2 separate regions of the Oryctolagus cuniculus genome follow, and region 2 is linked to region 1. Evidence: chromatin contacts called from public Hi-C data. All regions are on one chromosome and are shown on one strand. The core of a region is the stretch at or near the end of the contact, and the rest is flanking DNA. Distances in the headings are between cores, read along the strand shown.

Region 1 (3,454 bases), core at 201-2,700:
CCAATTTGGGCAACAGAATTAGAACTAAACAACTGACAGGAAATATTAACTTTATGAACAATGGGAGTAAGCACTTATTTGGTTCTGTTAGAGCTCTCCAGAAAAAAACATGCCCAAATGTATTCTGAATCCTTGTCTTCAGCTGTTAGTGGGAATGGCGACCAAAATCCAGACTTATGAACAAACTGTTTTTAAAAGCCTGTAACTTGTAAAAGCTGGGTCAACAGAAACAAGAAAGCCACAGCCGGAACAGCCGGCCTCCATCACGGATCCCCGGCTCGCGTCTGTCCTTTGCTGCCACTCGCTCGCCTGTGGGCGCTCAGCGCAGCACTGGCGCCTGCAGAGAAACAGATCCTTACGCCATCAGACTAGACACCACGTTATCGTGGTCACTTTAAGGGCAGCACAGTCATTATCTGTATTAGGTGACGTGCTCTGCCCAAGAGCGACAGTTCCTAGGGGCGCTTCCCTCGCTCACGTGCAAAGTGGCCCCTATCATGGCGGCGCCGTGGACAAAGCCCCGAGAAAGGAACGTGGAGGAGGACCTCGCCCGGCGGTCGGCCCCAAAGCCTTTAAAAGGAAACCCCACGCAATGGCAGCTCCCGCTTCATTCAGCCTCCCCAGCCTCCCCACCGCGCCCAAATAAGGGCTGCCGCCTCCACCGCGCGCTATATTTAGTCGGAGGCTGTCACCTTGACGCCAAGGCCGCTGCCGCCTAAGGGCACGGCCATCGTCTCGCGGGCGTGGGGAGACCCCGAGCCCGCGCCCCCAGCCCCAGGCCCGGGCGCCGCCACACGCGGCGGCGGACACGTGGTCGCCGCTGCAATGCGGGGCGCGCGCTCCCGAGGCCGGCCGCGAGCCTGCGGGGCGGGTCGCCCACTCGAGGGCTTTCGGGCCGCAGCGCCGAGAGGAGACAAGAATGCCCGCCCGGAGCCAGCCCACGAGCGGCCGCGGCCCCCGCCCTGCACGTTTTCTGGAATCTTCCGCATGCCGGAGCGCGCGGCCGGATGGGCGGGGGGAGGGGAGGGGCGGCCACGCGCTCGGCACCGGCAGCGCCACGAGGAAAAACGCGCAGCCGCCGTTCTCCCCCCACCGCCCGGCGGCCAGGGGCGAGCCGCGCGGGCGCCGCTGACCAGCGGGTCCGGCCGGCGGGCCTCCGTGCGGCCCCAGCCCCGCCCCTCCCGCCCTCGGCTCCGGGCCCAGGCCCCTCACCTGGGTGGCCTTCCCCCACAGACTCGGAGGTGAACAGGAACGTGCCCTCCTCAATGAACGCCTCGTGGAAGCCGTTGAGCTGCCCGTTCATGTTGGCGACGGTGGCGGAGGATGAAGGCGGTGGCGTTGAGGCAAGCGAGCGGCAGCGAGGCAGCAACTGCGTTCTACCGAAGGCTGACGGCCGGCGCGGAGCAAACGAGGCGACGGCCGGCGCGGCCCAGTATTTATAGCGCGGCGCCCGCGCGCGCCCGCCCCGGGCCCCGCCCCTCGGCGCCGCGCGCCAATGCACCACACGCGCGGGGGGCGGCCGGGGAAGGCGGGGTGCGCCGAGCGGAGCCCGGGCTGAACCACTGTGCGAGGCGGGGGGAGGCGAGGGAGCGGAGGCACTCGCGTAGTTAGCCATCTTAGGAAGCTGTGTGTATATAGGCGGTGGAGTACGTGGAAACGTGAATATCCTGAGTCTTCGCGGTGGGAGAGGCAGAGCGACCAGGGCTTTATGGCACGGGTCCCCTGTGCTGTGAAATGGCACCTCCCTCCCGACCGTTGGCTGCGCTGCTTCTCCGCCGGGTTGCGCCCCCCGGTGGTGGCGGCGGGAACCGCCGAGGTTTTGTGCTAAGGCTTTTGGGCGAGGGTCTTTCCCGCCGCCCCGGCTAATTTAGGGTCTGGTGACAGGCAGCCCATGGGCTCTTAGGCGTGTGGAAGTGGCCATCTTGAGTGACCAAAAAAAATACGCTTCTTATCCACCCCACCCAGCTCGCGGCAGGCAGCTAGAAATTCTGAGGGGCCCCGGCCCAGCCAGCAATCTCTTGGTTAGTGGCTCTGGCGAAAATGGCTGGAGAGCTGATTAATAACCGTGCTGTCACCGATTTGAACAATTGCCGCTCCAGCCCATCCCCCCCGCGAAAGTGTGTTAGAGGCACCCTCAGCCTTCGTCGACGCCACAGCGAGGCCACGCTCTGGCCTCTTCTTCGTCGGAGAGAAAGGAGGCCGCTCACCAGGCTGCCGTGGCCCGGTCTTTCCTGTGCCTTTGAAAGAGAAAGAATTGTTTGCCGCGTCATTTCAGCCCCGGTCGAGGGGGCTAGTTCTTTCCCTTGGGGGCAGGGCCTTAGCCAAGCCCTTGAATGTGCTGCTGCAGAGCTGCAGCGTGAAACTTTCACTTTAAAATGATCACCTGCGGGTGCCCTCGTTTTACCCATGAAAGGAATTCTGGAGAAGGAAAAAGAGCAAAAACAAGACTGAAGCCAGCAAGGAGTAGGGAGTCGAGAACCGACTGCTTAGAGTCCCCACCAAAAGGGAGCCGCAGCGAGGACGGGTGGCACCCCGGTGCAGGCTGGTGGGGGGCTGCGCGTGCCCAGGGTGCCAGGGGCGGCCTGGGACGGTGACTCCTCAGCGGAGAGGAAAGGTGGGACTCGCCCAAAGGATCCCTGGGAAACAAAGGAGGCTCTTGGGCTGGGACAAAGAAGATTAATAACGGGCTCATCCGTGGTCACTCGCAGCAGGCAGCAAGAAAAGCAAGAAGAGACAAAAGCCTTGTTATCTTCATTTGTTGGCTTTTACTTTTCAAGCTCACCGTGGAAAAATGACTGTGTCAGAGTTTCATAGTTTTTTTGTTTGTTTTAATGTTAATTCATCGCTTTTAAAAGCAGGATGCCAATTTATTAACTCACAATGAGTAATAAAATTGTCAACTGCAACAAAATGCGTGTGTAGGCTGGTCAGTGCATTATCTCCCAGCAGAAAAATCCATATGGGAAGCCAGAACATAATTAAAAGGATTTTATTAACAGAGAGAACAAGGGGATTAGCTAAATTCAGTGATTAGCTCATTAGACCCCGATACCCCTATGCTACCAACTCCGCAGTGGGGCCGTTCCTGCCAAGGAGATTAGAATCTGCTGTATCTACTTGCTTGCCTACTGTTCTTTCTCGCTCCCAGTAAAGGCAGTAAAGTGGCTGAGTGGGGGTTGGGAGCCATGCCCTTGCCACTTATTAACAGTCTTGAGCAATCGAACTTCTGTATACCTCAGTGCCCTCAGTCTGTAAACTTGGGATAGTAATGCTATCATCATAGGACTGTTTGAAGGAATAGATAAAATTGTGCAAATTAACTAGCACAGCGCAGTCAACATTCGAAAAAGACTAGCATATTTTTGCTTTAAACGTTAGCAGAAAAATATCAGCTATAATGCCGGTAAGTAACTTTCAGGGGCTCTCCATGTGCTGTCAGGATGAAGATCACCAT
Region 2 (3,527 bases), core at 167-2,666, 110 kb after region 1:
TATGGAGTATTGTTAAGTCTCCCGTGAAGGACCTAAGCCCTTTTCTTTTTTTAAGGTTTATTTGAAAGGCAGAGTTACAGAAAGGCAGAGGCAAAGAGAGAGAGAGATCTTTTATCCACTGGTTCACTCCCTAAATGGCCACAACGGCCGGAGCTGGGCCCATCTGAAGCCAGGAGCCAGGAGCTTCTTCTGGGTCTCCCATGCTGGTGCAAAGGCCTAAGCACTTGGGCCATCGTCAACTGCTTTCTCAGGCCATAGCAGAGAGCTGGATCAGAAGTGGAGCAGCCGGGTCTCAAACCGGTGCCCATATGGGATGCTGGCACTGCAGGTGACAGCTTTACCTGCTATACCACAGTGCTGGTCCCTAAATCCCTTAAGAAAAATGTACAGATTGGGGCCAGCGCTGTGGCATAGTAGGTAAAACCACTGCCTACAGTGCTAACATCCCACATGGGCACCAGTTAGAGTTCTGGCTGCTCCACTTCTGATCCAGCCCTCTGCTATGGCCTAGAAAAGCAGTACAAGATGGTCTAAGTCCTTGGGCCCCTGTACCTGTGTGAGAGACCCAGAGGAAGCTCCTGGCTTCGGATCAGCACAGCTCTGGACGTTGCAGCCATCTGGGAGTGAACCAGCGGATGGAAGACCTCTCTCTCTGCCTCTCTGTAACCTGTAACTCTGCCTTCAAGTAAATAAACAAATCTTTAAAAAAAAAAAAAGAAAAATGTACAGATTAAAATTTCTGCACCTGTTTTCAGAGGGTCCACACATCTCCTCAAACCAGTCTGTCCACCAAGATGACTACAACTTAAAAACTTCAGCCTGCATTACTGTTGATGTCCCAAGGTCTGACGCCATGAGCATGATGTGGTCTGGAAAATATTACCCAGGGCGTGCCCAGGGCGCTTGCTCCTCCCCTGCAAGGGGCTCCCAGGACTCCTGTGGACCATGAGCCAAGGGCAGCACATTCAGGGCTGGGCGGCTGCGTTAGCCTCACAGGCTCGGCAAGCTATGGGGATTTGGGGGAAAGGAACCACCTGACTTGACACTCACCCCAGAGTGGAGGCTGAGCTGCAGCTCCGCCTGCCCACCCCACCCCACCCCAGCCATCTCATTGTCAGCTGAAGGCCAGGCTGGAGAAAGTGACAGGAATGAAGAATTAGCTCAGGCTGGGCAAAGATGGCCCAAGGCCACCTGCAGGGTTTGGCAATAGTGCATGCCCGAGGCATCCAGACACCAGCCAGGGGTTCCTTTCCATCCCCGGGTGGCCGTCGGTGGTCCCTGCCTCTGTGATGGGTCTGCCTCCCGTGAGTCAGACTTGGTAACAGTCTTCCATAGCTCCACTTGAGGACAGGACAGGGGAAGTACTCTGGCCTGGAGGCCCTTTCATGAGGGAGCAACAGAGCCAGGCTGCCCCAGAAGCAAGTGCAGGGAAGGCCCTGTGCGGTACCTGCCACCGTGTGATCCTAGCAAGAGCCAGGGCCTCCTCAACCGCCAGCTGGCGTGTGCGGGGAAGCTGGGGCCTGCGAGGGCAACCAAGGTGGGGTGGACGTCACTTGAACTCAGTGGGAATTTGCCCACGGCATAGGCAGCTTCTCTGCTGGAGCACATGGCCGGGCTGGGGCCTCCATACACCCCATGCATGCAGTACCTGGCACTAGCCCGGCCCTGGAACGATGGGGCCAAGGGAAAACACTTGTGACCCTTAAACGAGAAGAGTTCTTTATTGGAAAAGTGCCGGTGTGCAGACTTCCTCTTCCCTCCACCCACTGGAAAGACGCCCTCCTGACACAGTGCCTAGCCTCCATGGGAGGAAGCCCCAGCTCCTGGCTTGAGGACAGGGCAGCCCCCAGGGGCTGAAAGCCCATTTCTAGATGGTAAGTACTGGAGGGGGGGGCTGAGAAAGAGCAAGGTGGGAGGTGTGAGGCCTGAGGGCCCAGAGGGGCCCTGATGCTGCCCTGTGGCTGCAGGAGAGGAAGGCCCACGCTCACTGGAGCTCTCAGCACCTTGCCCTGGACTATGCTGCCTCCTGCTGGCTGTTGCCACTGCCCTCTTCCCTGTCTCAATTCTACCTAATGCCCAGTTGCCAGTCAGGACTGTGGCTGCCTTGAGAATCCTTTCTGTGTGGGGCTATGTGGAGGATGCACACAGTGCTGTTGCACTCATGGCCTGGAACCCACCCTGCAGCCGGCAGCCCCACTGACACTGAGGCAAGATTCTCCCCGCCCCAGAGGCAGGTCTGCCCTCACGCCTCCTGCCGGCCCAGGGTGTTCTGGACATGGCCTGCCATGCGCTGCTCTGAAAGCCCCTGCGGCCCAGCCTTCAAGTCTTTCCGTTGCTCCGCTGCGGTGGGGCAGCGTCAGATCAGCCCGGAGCCTTCAGCTGAGTGAGCCTGCAGGTCACACACGCCTGTGAAGGTGAGGTCCTTGGCGTGAGGGGCTTGTGGCCCAGGGCACTTCTGGGCCCCCAACAAGGAGGCCTGGCCCTTTGACACCCCAGCCAGGTAGATGTCCAGGGTCTTGAGCAGCCGTCGTGGGCTCTTCTTGGCTAACACTTCCAGGTCTGGAGCAGAGAGGATTAAGGGAGGGAGGCTGGGGAGCGCTTTGGACAGCACAGTCGTTAGAGCCTCCAGCCTAGCACTTCTAGGGAACAGCCACAACCCCTACCAAGAGAGATAAAGGCAAACAAGTCTCCAAAGACAGAGGGCCCACTGGAGAGGGAGGAGGAGGACACTGGCCTCGGAGACCACACACTCCACATTGTCCGGGAAAATCGTGACTGAACGGTCAGGCTGCCTGCCGGCCCCTGGCTTCCAGGTTAGATTCATGCAATCACCTCCTCTTCATCAGGCCCGAAAGGGAGGAGGGTGGTGGTGGACAGCGGCCAAGGGCAGACTCCAGAGGAGGCCGGATGGATGGAGTGGGGTGGGGAACTGCAGCTCCGCCCTGGGGTGTCTGAGCCTCGGCCACTGCAGTAGAGGGAGCTCACCTTTGAGGACAAAGCCCGAGTCTGAGATGGTCTTCTCCTGGGTCCTCCAGACGTGGGCGAGCCGGAGGAAAGTGGCCGCATAGAAGCTGTTCACTACGGGGATGACCTTCTGCTGCCGGTTACACTCCCTAAGGACAGGGAGATGTCTGCTCAGCTCCCGCAGGGGAGCCAGCCCGGACCCAGGACACCCCCTCCTCTGGGGCCGGGGTGTCCAGGCCCCCCAGTTCCTGCAGGTGAGGAACAGGCTGAGGAGCTGGAAGCAGGCAAGGGAGCGAATCAGGTTCCGCTGGGCCTCTCACTACTCACCTGGACAGACATTCCTCCCTCAGGGCCTGGATGGCGATGCGGGTGATGTTCACGGACATCAGACAGAACGGGAACTGCTGCAACGGAGGGGCCGGTGTGTCAGTGGCAACCCCAGCCCCAGCTCTCACTGGCAGCCTCGCATGGCCCGCAGGGAGTCACGGCCCCAGAGGCCAAGCCGACATTGTTGTTGCTCGCACTTAGTTTTCCAAATAATCTTCCCGTCTTCCAGAAGGGAA

The links. A called contact is a pair of places that touch in the nucleus more often than the background predicts.
Region 2: a contact with region 1 is called in a Hi-C map of skin fibroblasts, with 6 times the contacts expected there. The contact joins the enhancer-like site here to the promoter of MAT2A in region 1. A contact is called at or near these places in 4 of 6 Hi-C or Micro-C datasets (ear pinna, psoas muscle, skin fibroblasts and 1 more).

What each region holds. Positions count from the first base shown.
Region 1 is chr2:117,131,935-117,135,388 of mOryCun1.1, forward strand. It overlaps MAT2A (methionine adenosyltransferase 2A), which reads right to left and starts at 1,451. Exons shown (of 9, transcript XM_051842703.2): 1 at 1,213-1,451. The coding sequence starts at 1,303. It also overlaps the pseudogene LOC100339706.
Region 2 is chr2:117,244,960-117,248,486 of mOryCun1.1, forward strand. It overlaps ELMOD3 (ELMO domain containing 3), which reads right to left. Exons shown (of 13, transcript XM_008254179.4): 11 at 3,292-3,365; 12 at 2,986-3,113; 13 at 1,703-2,559. The coding sequence ends at 2,357. Among named protein-coding and RNA genes, the nearest start is that of CAPG, 27 kb to the left of the region's middle. Within about 2 kb of position 1,417, at least 1 of the 8 cell types and tissues checked has an H3K27ac peak or open chromatin away from gene starts, as enhancers often do. A contact at or near this core is called in ear pinna, where this site is marked.